Linked DNA regions of Mus musculus: region 2 is linked to region 1. The links are chromatin contacts, called in public Hi-C maps. All regions are on one chromosome and are shown on one strand. Each heading gives the region's core, a stretch centred on a gene start, on an enhancer-like site or on the middle of the called end of the contact. The rest is flanking DNA. Distances are from core to core; before and after follow the strand shown. Region 1 has its middle 36 kb from the start of Hdac4. Region 2 has its middle 6.3 kb from the start of Gm35992.

Region 1 (6,498 bases), core at 1,999-4,498:
TAAACTGTAACTTGTGACTTAACAGATGTTAAAGATGCAGACTGAGCGTATAGATTTAACAATAACCAGAACAGCATGACTTCTGTGTAGATGTGCAATTATTGGGTGTCAACAGGAATAAAGAACACATATGTTTAAAACTTATAAAATCCTAATTACAAAAGGAGTGGCTGGACTGGAGAAATGATTCAGCAGGGAAAAAACACATACTGCTCCTCCAGAGGACCCACGCTCAGCTCTCAGCACCTACACTGGTGGCTCACAACCTCTAACAACTCTAGATCCAGTGGACCTAACACCTTCTTCTAGACTCATTAGGCACAAGCACACACACACACACACACACACACACACACACACACACGATAGATAGATAGATAGATAGATAGATAGATAGATAGATAGATAGATAGATAGATAGACGAATACTCCCCATTACCCCTCTCAAAAAATAAAAACATTAAACTACAGGGAGATTATTAGATACAGTTGAGGAAAGAATTAGTAAGCTGGAAAAAGACTTGAAAGAAAGTATCCAGACTATACCTAGGAAAACAGGAAAATACAATATAATAAAGGGCCTGGTATATAAACAATAAGAAAATGTCCAGCATATTTACTGATAAAATGGTGGCATGTTTGTATTCTAGGTCTAAAGCAGGAAGAGGATCACCTCGCTTTTATTGATTTGTATTGGAAATTTTCACCAGCACAGTGAGGCCAGAGAAGGAGACGAATGGCATAAGGATTAGAGAAATAGAGCAAATGCTTCAATACCCATGAGTAATGTCTAATGAGTTTAGCACAGAAGGCTCTAAGTCAGTGTGCAGAAATCATATATATACATATGCATACATGCAAAACACTGTTTAAATATACTATCCTTAAAATATGATTAATGAAAGCATCTCAATAATAAATCTAGCAAAAGGTACAATCTCTTTGTAGAAAACTAATACAATGTATGAAGGAGTCCTAAATCAGTAAGGAAGTACCATGTTCACAGACTTGAAGGATCAATATAGTGAGTATATCAATTTTTCCTGGTCTCAATAAATAGTTATAGATTCAAACGCAGTACCAATGAAAATTACAAAATCTTTTCTGCAAATTGGCACTCTGTTTTCATTTGTTTTTACCTTATTTGAAATCATAAAGGTCCATGGCCAGGCATGATGGCATATGCCTTCAATCCCAGTACTTGGGTGGCAGAGCTAGAGCTAGGTGGATTTCTATGAGTTCAAGGCTAGCCTGATCTATGGAGTGAGTTCCAAGACATCCAGAACTACATAATAAGAGAGACCCTGTATCAAGATAAAATAAAATAAAAATAAATAAATAACGGTCCAGGAAGAATCAATACAGTCTTCAGGAAAAGGAACAGCAGCCTTCGAAGCTGTCAACACCACTGCTGGAAAACTGGGACAGAAAAAAACAAAAGAGCATGAGACCAAAGGGAGCTCTGCAAGATAGCTGACCATGTGTTAAACAGAGAAGTGTAAGCACTGCTGTGCTTTCGTGTTATCCATTCAGGAAAAAGTGAAATTAAGCCCCAACCTCAGGGTACAACATCAAAGAAAGCCAATGGCAGTTCAATGATAGACAAGGCTGCCCAGTTTTCTCGAGAGTGAGGAAGTCTCCCTAAGACTTTACAATTTTTAATTTACATTTATTATTTATTTATTTATTTATTTATTTATTTATTTATTCCATGGGTGCACGCGTCAACATGAAGGTATCCGTTCTCTCCATCTACCATGTAGGGTCTGGGTATTGAGATTAAATTGTTGTGCTTGCTAGTAAGTGCCTTTACCCATGAGTCTCTCACTGTGCCCCCCCACCCCCCAAGACTTTTCATTTCAACTTTTACAACCGCAGGGCCTTGTGTGAATGAGGATGAACTGATTGCCCTACACAGGGCTCCTTGGAAAGGCAAATCAACAAAGGGTTTTGATACAAAATGTAAGTCTGTTCTCCCAAGTGCTGAACAGAAAAAGATCTTCAACCCAAGGCAAAGAACAAAAATAAAGGGGGGGGGGAGATACAGGTATTTACATACATGTAGGGAAAATCAATCAAAATTAGAAACCTTAGTCCCCAAAAAATCATACCTGCCAGGGTCAGTGGAAGCCACCATCTAGGTGGCAGTGGGGAGCACACACCTGTAACCCAGCACTTTGGAGGAAGCTGAGGCAGAGGATTGCTACAACTTCAAAGCTAGCCTGGGCTACATAGTCAGTTGTAGACCAGCCTGAGATACATAATGAGACCTGGACTAGATAAGAAGGAGGAAGTGGGGTGCATAGATGACTAAGTAGTTAAGCGGGCTCACTGGATTGTTAGGACCTAGATTTGGAAGCCTAGCACCCTTATTTGGCAACTCACTAATGCTGCAATCCAGGGACCCCCTTTGGCATCTGAGTGTGCCTGTACAGACACATACACCCATACCACAAATAAAATAAATCTAAAAGGAAGAGAGAAGGAAGGGAGGGATAATAGGAAAGTTGTGACTTATACACTGGCAACAGAAAAGCAGAAATGACGAAGACTCATAAACAAAGTTTTGGATAAAAAGCAACAGAGTACAGAAGGGCTTCTGCCCTAAGAGTCCCCTGAGCTGAAGTTCAGGTCGCTCACCTGCCACACTGAGACACAGGCCTCTGTAAGACCTGGAACCATCTCCTACAGTGGAACTGAAAGCTTGCAACACGTTCAGAGCTAGCATCTGAAACCAGTGCCAGGACCTAAAACAGCCGTGACCCTGGACTTCTTCGGACGTCTTCGCACGACGTGTGCATGGTTTCCTCTCACTTCTCTTTCTGCACCCTCAGTCTTGGGCCATTCATAACCCTGCGAAACTCCAGGCATTGGGTAACAGTTAAGTGTGTAGGGAAAGCCCAGCATACATGAGGCCCTACATCTAATCCGAAGCACCAGAAACTGTGCGTGGTGGTGCATGCCTGTGATCTCAGTGCTTGGGAATATAGGCAGGAAGGCCAGGAGTTCAAGATCACCCCCGGCTATGCAATGGCTTTGAGGTCAGCCTGGGTCTATGCCTCAAAACAAAAACAACAAAAACAAAGCTTCCCGGTGAACATCCTTTTTTTTTTCACAACTTTTCAGAGAGAGGAAAACAATCCTGGCGCCTGGGACAGCGATGTCACCAGCACTGGGGGAACTCCATCATCTCCCACTATCCTGTGACTTGCACCAGTCAGTCTGTGCTACAGACGTGTCCTTGTAGCTCTTGGGAGCAGATCTCCAGCTTGAAACCACACTTTCCTCTATTTAGTCTCTAATAGGGAAGTCCCACATCTCTGCACATTCTTTAAAAAAAAATGAAAAAAAGAAAAGAAAAAAAAAAGACTTCTGTTGCCAAGAAGTTTTCGAAAGTTACTATTTTTGTAGGACCTATTAAAATGCAGCGCGCTCATTCCCCTGCGCTGACTCGGCAGGAGTTAGGCGCACAGGCCCTATTTCCAGAGCCCAGTTGCCATCTGGGCCATGCGCAGATGTTTTGGCAGGACAAGACCCCTCCAACACAAGTTTTTGTTCATTGTATTAAACAAAAGCAGCCCTGTTAATTTCAGCTTCATTCAGCACCAAGTCTGAAGGGGGTGGGGGGAGGGGGAGAGAATCAATATTTGCTAAGAGGAAAAGAACAAAATCAGTCAGGGGAGAAAACAATTATTTTCTGGCTTTTCATAGAATGTTACAAATAATGATGGCTCAAACCCAAGAAAATAGTTCAAAGAATTGCCCGACATCAGCCCTTTAATCTATGGTTCCGTTTACCCTCTGGTTCATTCTCTCTGAGAGAGACTTGAATCCGTGAAAAATGTTTGTGGGAATACAAACTAATTGCTCCTCTCTGCTGCATGTTCTCAGCTGGGTGAGATCCCAAAAGCAGCCCAGCTCGCAAGGGCAGAAGATGTTTGCCACAGGACAATAGGCCAAGTGTAGGTACTTCTCTGGGAAGTGAGAGTGGTTCACAACCTGTTAGGCACCCTGGAAAATGTACAGAGCCCATACAGGTACCTACAAGGTCGGGCCATGGTAGCCCCTGGACTCTCCCTGCTCAGAGGGCTAGGAAAGTGTGTGCAGTCATGAAAGACAAAGCACTGGCTAATCAGACATGACTCCTTGTGCGCAAGGGGTCACTCAGCACAAGTTATTATTATCTCCTGGAACAAAGAGCTGGCAAGCCCAGACATGAGTCACTTTATTAACCAAGGGATTAGGACTGAATTTCACAAGGCCAGAGGCCGGCCTGTCACAAAGCACTAGTACTTTTCCGGGAAATGAGGGGTTCTCCAGAGAGGAAAACATGAGGTTCCAGGCCCAGAAATCGGGGTCCGAAGTGTGTCTCCTTGCTATTACAGCACAAGGGAGGCCGTGGCAGTGGGAGGGGTCTCAGGCTGCTTCTTACAAGAACACCATGAATTTCTCTGGCTTTTCAGGATTTCCTCTGTGTTCACAGTCAGACGCTGTCAGCCTTGACTCCTGTTGGTAGACCAGAAGGCCAAAGCGGTGCCCTCTGACCCAGCCTGAGCAGAATTGGGCAGAGGTTTCAGCCTTGCCAGAAGGCCTTGCCTTTCTCCTCATCCTTTGCATCCTGTCTACCTAGGTCACCACCTGGGGCTTGGCTCTGCTCCCTTGCTGACCAGGTGGTCCTTCCACCTAATTTGAGATGGACAGCTGCTCTCTGTGTGCTACTTTTACAACTTCCAATGTCTGAACAGAAAGCCCAGAAATGCAGTAACCAGAAGGGGACCAAGCCTTCCAGCTCTAAAGTTCAAGGGCTTGATCTTCCTCAGGACGTGTGGGTGACAGACATTAAGTAACAGTCATAAGGTCTCAGTGGAATTGACCCCAGAACCTGTACTTGGGGTCAGCTGTTTCTCCAGTGATATCCTAGAGTCACCTCGGCTCCCCAAAGCTGGACTTCATGCTCCCATTTCTTCCAGGTATCAGCTACAGTGTAAATGTTTACATCAAAGAAAGGCCAGGTTCTACACTCCAGCCATATGCTAAACATTTACCAGACCTATAAGACCCAGATCACAATTCCCGGATCCCTGGAACTTTGGAGCCTCACTTCTTCCCAGCATGCCCACTGCCTGGTGTCCTCTCCACAACATTAACCCTGAAGCCATGTTGGATCTCAGGCAGGTAGCTGGACCTGTCTCCAGCTCAACCATAGCCACCAGCCACCACAGGACTCTTAGGCAGTCCAACTGCCGGATCACCTCACCCATAGAAGGGAAGAGACATTCCTTAGGTAGCCACTGTGTGCCAGGAACTGAGGTAGGTCCTGCAGGCAACCTGGCTGTTGTGGTTTGAATAAGAGTGTTCCCCATAGGGTCATAGACTTGAATGCTTGGTCACCAGCATTCAAATGGAGTAGCATGATTTGAAAGGACTTGGAGGCGTGGCCTTGGTGCAGGAAGTGTGTCACAGGGGGTGGGGTGGGGGGCTTTAAAACCCCATTGCAAGCCCAGAATCTCTCTCTTCCTGCTGCCTATGGATCTGAATGGACAAGGATGTAGAAATCCCAGCTAATTCTCCAGAACAATGTCTGCCTGCGTGCTGCCATGCTCCCCACTATGATGACAACTGACCAAACCTCTGAAACTGGAAGCCAGCCCCAACTACATGTTTTCCATTATAAGGGTCACTGAAGTCATGCTGTCTCCCCACAGCAATAGAACGCTGAATGAGACACTGGCCTAGCTGCAATGGGAACCCTGAGTTCTAAAGATGCTCAACCATTAGCCAAAAAAAGGGAAAAATCCCAAGATCCAAAGTCATGATCAGGAAGCAGCTGTCCTGTGAAAGCTTTGGGAAGACTCACTGGCTAGTTTTCGTTCAGACTTTCTGTTTATCCGGCCATTATAGAGGGTTGTACTCCCTCTGGGCAAGTGAGAGGAGGGGATGTATCTGGGGAGGAAACCTCCCTAGGAAAGAGGATGTCTGAGGAGGGAGACTTCCTGGGAAATGAGCATGCCTGAGTTGAGGGGCCTGCCCAGGGAAGATAGGCAGAGCCTACATAGGGAGGGGACTACCTAAGGAAGGGAACCTGCCTGGAGATTGGCGTGCCTAAGGAAGGTTTAGATAGCTGAGTCTGAGTCTTCAGGGTCTAATTCCTCTCTGGGCTGAGTCCTTTGATGCTAGGTGATTTCTGCTCCAATCTACCAGTACCTGGATGCAGAAAGAGGTAATTCTCACATGGCTGTCAGTTAAAATAACCACAGGCACAGAAAGATGACAAAGTCCCATTTGAACCTGGTGCATGGGGTCATGTGGAGCTCTTTCTGAAAATATATCATCTCAACCCAATGTCTCTTGAGATCTCAATTGAACATACAGGATATATGGTCTTGGCTTAGTTTCCATGTCTTCATTTGCATAGCGAGTTGGTTCTGTCCACCGCCTCTGGTCTCAGCATCTCAGAGAGACTGTAAAAGAAACACAAGCATGAAGGGACGGCCGTGG
Region 2 (6,498 bases), core at 2,470-4,969, 160 kb before region 1:
ACTAGAGACATTAAACCACTAAGCCTGAAAAGGCTAACTTGGCTTGACGGCCTTGCATTCTGACTGTGACCTCATGAAAAGCCACATCTGGTGATCTGTGGCTCAGACCAGGGCAACTGAGCCATACACTTGTTCAAGTGGCTTGAAAAGTCAAGCCCCTGCTCAGGGAAGGAGCTGGCTGAGCTCCAGGATCCCATTACTCCTGGGGACTTCTGTCACATGGCCTCCACTGCAGCATACGCGTGTCCTCCAGGAAGGGCTTGTGTCTAGATCAGCAACACAAGAGCACAAGAAGGTGACAGAGGGCCGCTGGGCAGGTGGCTCAGTTGGTAAAGTGTTTGCCACATAAGCACGAAGCCCTGAGCTGGGATCCCTAGCACCTATGTGTTGTATGACAGTAATTCCGGTACTGGGGAAATCGCCAGGGCCATATAGTCTAGTTAAATGGCTGATATCTAGGTCCAATGTCCCCAAGACTAAGGCGGAGAGCGATAAAGGAGGATGATTGACATTGATCTCTGACCTCCAGATGCTCCTTAACACTGGCAGCCCCCCTACAACACATAAACACAGACATGCATATACCCAAGAAAATAATCCCTTTTAAAAGTGACAGAGGTCATGAAGCAGAAGTTTGTGGGACTCCAAAACCACTTTTCTCCCCAAAGGAGGTCATCACTGAACACTTGCCTGAGACAACTTCTACCTGCTTGGAAGCCTTCATCTCATAAACATGAATCAGGAAGCTGTACTGGGTCCTCATAGCTTCCTCTATACCGCACCCACACTGTCAATCATAGAAGCTGCAAACTGTACACACACACACACACACACACACACACACACAGAGCCTTGGCTTGCAGCCCTCTACACACAAGTCAAAGTGGGCACAGGTGCATGCCCGCATGCCCTGAGGATCATTCACTCAGAAACCAGGTTAGGGAAAAGGGAAATTTGTAAACACAACCTTAGAACAAAGAGAGTCTCAACCAATCTCAACTGTACCTTGAAGACCCCTGAGTACCACAAGCATCAGAGACCAGACAAACACCAACAGTCACTGGTAACTCCCAACCTTCCGTGTCTCTCTGCTGTTCTGTCTGCGGTTTTCATGGTTTCTTCATATAATTGCATACCATTCTTCCTATAAAGAAAATATAGTGGTAATTCCATTCCCAACCTGACCAAATCAACTTTTCAAAAAACAAATCGATAACTACTTAGGAAAGACTTGGCAACTTGCTACTGGTACTGCCGATACAATGTCAGAGCTGCCATCATGTCCAGGAAGAGCCCTGCCACATCTCTTTCAGACGTGAGATGGATGTGTCCAGTGCTTCACGTATTTGCATTTGCGGGAGTGGGAGTGGGTGGGCTTTCTTAGGTTGAGGTTCTCTGACCCTGCTTCCCTCGGCTGTGCTAAAGAGACTTCTCATGGGTGACACTGGGCGATTTCTCACAGGGACTCTTCTTGTTAGGTGGGACCAAGTCTGTTGGAGATGTGTGTGTGTGTGTGTGTGTGTGTGTGTGTAGGCATGCATGTGGGCGTGACCACACACTTGAGCTTATGCAATTTTGTGGGTGTGCCCACACACATGGACTCACAAGATTGTGTGGGTGTGCACACACATATGTGTTCTTGCAATGTGTGGGCTTGCTTCTTCTAGTGCTCTCCACTCTATGCTTTGAACCAGGGTCTCTCACCTAACTTGGAACCAGGTTTGGCAAAGCTATGTAGCAGCTGAGCTTGAAGGGAACACTGGTCTCTGTGCTCCCTCCCTCACCCCACAGGGCTAGGATTCCAGACGCACACCACTATGCCTGGCTTTTACACATGTGCTGGGGGTCTGAGTTCAGGTCCCCATGCTGGCAAAGCAACCACTTCACACACCTAACCAGGTCCCCATTCCTGAGGTCCCAAACCTCAAGTGTTCTTTTCTACAAATTCGCCTCTAAATCTGTGGTGGTTAATCTCCATTGCTAACTTGAAATGATTTTGAATCCATGGGAACATACCTGTGGGTGCGTCCCTGAGAAGTTAACCAGCAAGGAAGCCCCCCTCTAGATGTGGGTGGCACCGTCTCTTGGGTCCTACACTCAATCAAAAGGAGAAACCAGGCTTAGCATTGGCGTCTCTCTGCTCTGTGACTACAGCTGTGACGTGACCGGCTGCCTCAAGCTCTTGCCACTGTCCCTTCCCTGTTATAAGATTGTACCCTCAAACTATAAACTGAAATAATCTTCTCTTTCAGCTTCCCTTGTCACTGGTACCAGCTGTGAGTGACCTCTGGCAGTGATGCCAGCCCCTTGGGTATATGCTGACATGTACTGGAAAAGACAGCATAGCTCCCTAAAAACCATAGACCTTAGAATCCTTACCTGGCAGTTTGAAACCAAAGAGATGGGGTGAGGAGGTGTGGTGGGAGTGAAGGGTGGGCAGTTTTGTTCTTTGATACAGGCTCAGACCTCTTCTCACAGCAAGCATGCCCACTGCGTCCCTCAGTGGTGCACAGCTGGGGGTCCAGGCAGTGGCACTTCCAAGGCACAGGTCTTGAGGAAGCATACGACCAGCACAGGGGCAGCTTGGCAGTTGCTGAGAGCTAGCAGTGTGAAGGTCTGGATTAGCAATCCTGCTCCCAGGTGTTTTATGTGTGTGTTTGTTTGTTTGTCTGTTTGTTTGTTTTTCTAGAGACACAGAGTGTACGCTCACCAAGTACCTGGGGTGTCTTCAGTCAGGGTTTCTATTCCTGCACAAACATCATGACTAAGAAGCAAGTTGGGGAGGAAAGGGTTTATTCAGCTTATACTTCCACATTGCTGTTCATCAATAAAAGAAGTCAGGACTAGAACTCAAGCAGGTCAGGAAGCAGGAGCTGATGCAGAGGTCATGGAGGAATGTTACTTACTGGCTTGCTTCTCCTGGCTTGCTCTGCTTGCTTTCCCAGGACTACCAGCCCAGGGATGGCACCACCCACAATGGGCCCTCCCCACTTGATCACTAATTGAGACAATGCCTTGCAGCTGGATCTCATGGAGGCATTTCCTCAAGGGAGGCTCCTTTCTCTGTGAGAACTCCAGCTGTGTCAAGTTGACACACAAAACCAGCCAGTACCTGGGGTGAGCATAGTAGCAACTCCAGTTGTGACCATAGTACACTGGGAACGTCCAGGGCCTTTGTAGCCGAAAGGCTGAACTCACTACAACACACTATGTCTCGTCCACAGAGGAGACCCAACAGAAGCAGGCCTGTGGCAGGAATCCTCACTCCCACCCTGGGCTGGTGCTGGGAACATAAAGGAGTGTCTTTTCGCCTAGAAAGATGGGGCACTGAGAGCAAAGAAAGGAGTCCATCTGAGTCCAGTTTGTCACACCAGTGAGTTTAATGGTATTCCTTACAGGAACATGGCTGACTTTTGGAGACCCATATCACTGAAAATCTCAGCCCAGCATAGGTGACAAATCATGAAAGCTATGTCACCAGAACACCCTGGGCAGCTTTATTGGCGGTTACATTCCTGAAGCGATTCCCTCACCCTGGCTTCATATTGTTTGCCTCTTACCTAACTTCTTGGGGGAGAGGGACATCCTGGAAATCTCCTGAAGGCTCAGGAGCTGCCCCCTGTCTGACAAGCTTAATAGCATCTCCTGAGGGTTTCCGGTGAGTGACCACAGAGGCTCTTACTCAAGACAGCCACTGTCATGTGTGCCTCCAGGGTGCTGTCCTGCTGGGTTCCGGTGCTGTATCACTGGGGATAGCAGCTGTGGATGGAGGGCTGAGCAGTGCCTCCAGGGCTTGGGAGGAAGTGAATAATGACATGGGGTCGGTCATGGGCGTCAGAGACCACAAGACATCCAGGGCCGTGACTGGGTGACCATACACTCTTGTGTCTTAATAGTTATAGACCAGCACAGAGAAAATGAATATGACCACAGGGTTACAGCAAGTGGGAATCTCTCATCTCACTCTCTCCTTCAGGGGAGCATGGACTTCTCAGTGACTCACTTAGAAGCATCCACTGGTGGGAGGGGGGATGGGCATGAGCCTATGGTCAATGGGCAGGGACAAGCCCAAGGGACCACAAGGAGTAGGCCTGCAGAGTCCCAGGACCTGGGAGGAGAAAGGGGTCCTGATGTCTGATAAGTGCAAAGACTTCCTGAAGCTCTCTGGTAAGGAGTGATTTCCCCCCCCCCCTTCCCAAGTATCCAACTTCCTAGTTTCCTAGGTGATGTGTAGTGGTCAGGCCAGGGTACTGAGGCCAGGGGGCTGGGCTCTGAGAGGTGAAAACTTGCTGTAGACAGAGCCCTGTGAAATACTGGCAAAACTCTGATCATCTGAAGGCAAGGTGGAATGACCAGGGTCCCCAGGGTGTAGTCCTCCTTGCTCTGGACTCCTGGTTGCCTTCCCACTAGATTCTCGCCCTGCTCCCCAGGAGGGCATGCCAGAAGCATCTGGCATGGGATGGTCAGGTGACTCCTAATGAAGGAGAACCTGCACTTACTGGACAGAAACCCCTCAGCCTGAATGTAGGCACAATCGGAGGAAACCAGAGAGAGATTGCTTCCACTTCAGACCGTGGAGACCGCATCGGTTCCAGAATGATGGTTGCAGCGTGGGTGGGCTGGGCTGGGGCACCAAGCTCCCCTGCAGAGGATCGATGGATGGAGAGGCAATTTTGAGCAGTTCTCTTTATGGCAGCTACCCCACTGTGTGAGGCGTTTCTAATTTTAGAACACAGGTTGTCATGGCAACAGGATGTGTTTTCCGTTAAATATAGCAGCTGTTTCGGTTTTATTTGCCCTATGGACAGGAGTGTGGTTTTGCCTGGAGAGTTCTTAGGATATTCTGGGAGAGTGGGGGATGAAACAATTGGGTTGCAACGAAGACCCAAGGAAATGGGCCCAGTTCCCCATGACTCCAGAGCTGGAAGCTGAGCCCGTGGACTGGGCAGGCCAGGTGGGCAATGCCAAGCACCACAAGCTCAGGTGCTAGACAGCTTTTGAAAAGCATCGTGCTGCTTCAGGACATCCCTGCTCCAGCCATGGCTCAGAGCCCAGGCATCAGGAGCTACAGGTGTGGCATAGTCCAGGGCCCTTGGCTCTAGGGTACATCGCTGAGTTCTGTGATTATTGGCTTGACTTTGGCTTTGTAGCAAAGTGTCAGGTCCCATCTCCTGGCTCCTGGCCACACCCCATACCCAGTGGCTCAAGCTATGCTGGACCACTTCATATGCCTCCCGGCATCTTCATGGTAGGGAAAGGGCAGTGTCATTAACTGCTGCATAGGACAGACTTACCCTGGCTGCGTTTCTCTGGAAAAGACACCCTGGTCACACTCATGCCATGCTGGTAGAAGCCTTTGGCTTAACAACAGGATGGGCCTGGCCTGGCTCACACATAGGTCCCTATGGAATCTCCAGAAAGCAGGGGACTCTCTGGCTCCTACCATTCTTTCCTTTGGCCCGTGGTAACTATGAGCACACGGCCAGTCCCAGGACATAACATCACCCTGTGTGATCAGTCAACCTAGGCCAAACTGTTCAGTGCGGTGCTGTCCAATAAGCTGTTATGTTAGTGTATCCCCATAAACTTGCTGCTCGCTTGGGCATGAATGGCCCTGCAGACCTTGTTTCTTTGACAGCACCCTCTCCCTACTGCTCCTGAAAACAGTGTGTCTGTTTGTCATTGCAGATGCTAATCCTATGGGGGTAGGGTTCCTGTTCTATGTAGGGTGGTGCCAGTACCCTGTGGGGAGCACCAGGATCCTGTGGGGAGCACCAGCACCCTGTGGGGAGCACCAGATTCCTATGGGGCCCCTTTGCAAATTGCTTTTACTCTTTTTGTCCATTGTCTGTCCGTCTTTCTCTGTCTCTCTCCCTCTCTTTCTTTTTCTTTCTTTCTTTCTTTCTTTCTTTCTTTCTTTCTTTCTTTCTTTTCTCTCTTTCAAGAGGCAGCCACAAATCAGCTTTCCAAAGGGGAAAATCCAGTAAAAATTGGACAAAGCTATTACTGGAAGTCATACTGAAAAAAAATACTGAGAGATGGTATATATTAACCTAAGTTAGAAAGCACAGGTCCATCGAGCTATGCTAGAGCCATGGCTGGACCTGGTAAATGTGCTCCCCATTGACCTGGCACACGTGGATGAACTGTGGCCCCAAGAAAGCTGTCCACACCCCGAGCTCTAGAACCTGTGAGGCTGACCTATACAATGTGCTTAAGATGAAGGGGTCCCTGGGGTTCCTTGGGGAGGGGGCACGGCGCTGTTCAGTAACACAGTGACATTTAAGAAAGGGAAGAGGAAGCGGTGCCTAGGCTGAATCATGCCCCCTAAAATACACTGAAATCCCATCTTTGGGAATGGGGTGGTTTCAGGAAATGAAGTGAGAATGAGGTCATCAGGTGGGCCCTGATCCAGTAGGAAAGACTTTTAAAGCAGAGGAAGTTAAATGCAGAGACAGCCATGTGATAGTGTGTGAAAAACGAAGGCAGAAGCTATAG

What was found. A called contact is a pair of places that touch in the nucleus more often than the background predicts.
Region 2: a contact with region 1 is called in a Hi-C map of granulocyte-monocyte progenitors, with 1.6 times the contacts expected there. The contact joins two enhancer-like sites. A contact is called at or near these places in 3 of 484 Hi-C or Micro-C datasets (the G1E-ER4 cell line, embryonic fibroblasts and granulocyte-monocyte progenitors), 5 of 115 datasets of contacts at active chromatin or transcription factors (bone marrow-derived macrophages, cardiomyocytes, double positive thymocytes and 2 more) and 1 of 9 other capture datasets (embryonic stem cells).

What each region holds. Positions count from the first base shown.
Region 1 is chr1:92,213,216-92,219,713 of GRCm38.p6, reverse strand. No RefSeq gene overlaps it. Among named protein-coding and RNA genes, the nearest start is that of Hdac4, 36 kb to the right of the region's middle. Within about 2 kb of position 3,248, at least 139 of the 459 cell types and tissues checked have an H3K27ac peak or open chromatin away from gene starts, as enhancers often do. A contact at or near this core is called in bone marrow-derived macrophages and granulocyte-monocyte progenitors, where this site is marked.
Region 2 is chr1:92,370,057-92,376,554 of GRCm38.p6, reverse strand. No RefSeq gene overlaps it. Among named protein-coding and RNA genes, the nearest start is that of Gm35992, 6.3 kb to the left of the region's middle. Within about 2 kb of position 3,719, at least 122 of the 459 cell types and tissues checked have an H3K27ac peak or open chromatin away from gene starts, as enhancers often do. A contact at or near this core is called in bone marrow-derived macrophages and granulocyte-monocyte progenitors, where this site is marked.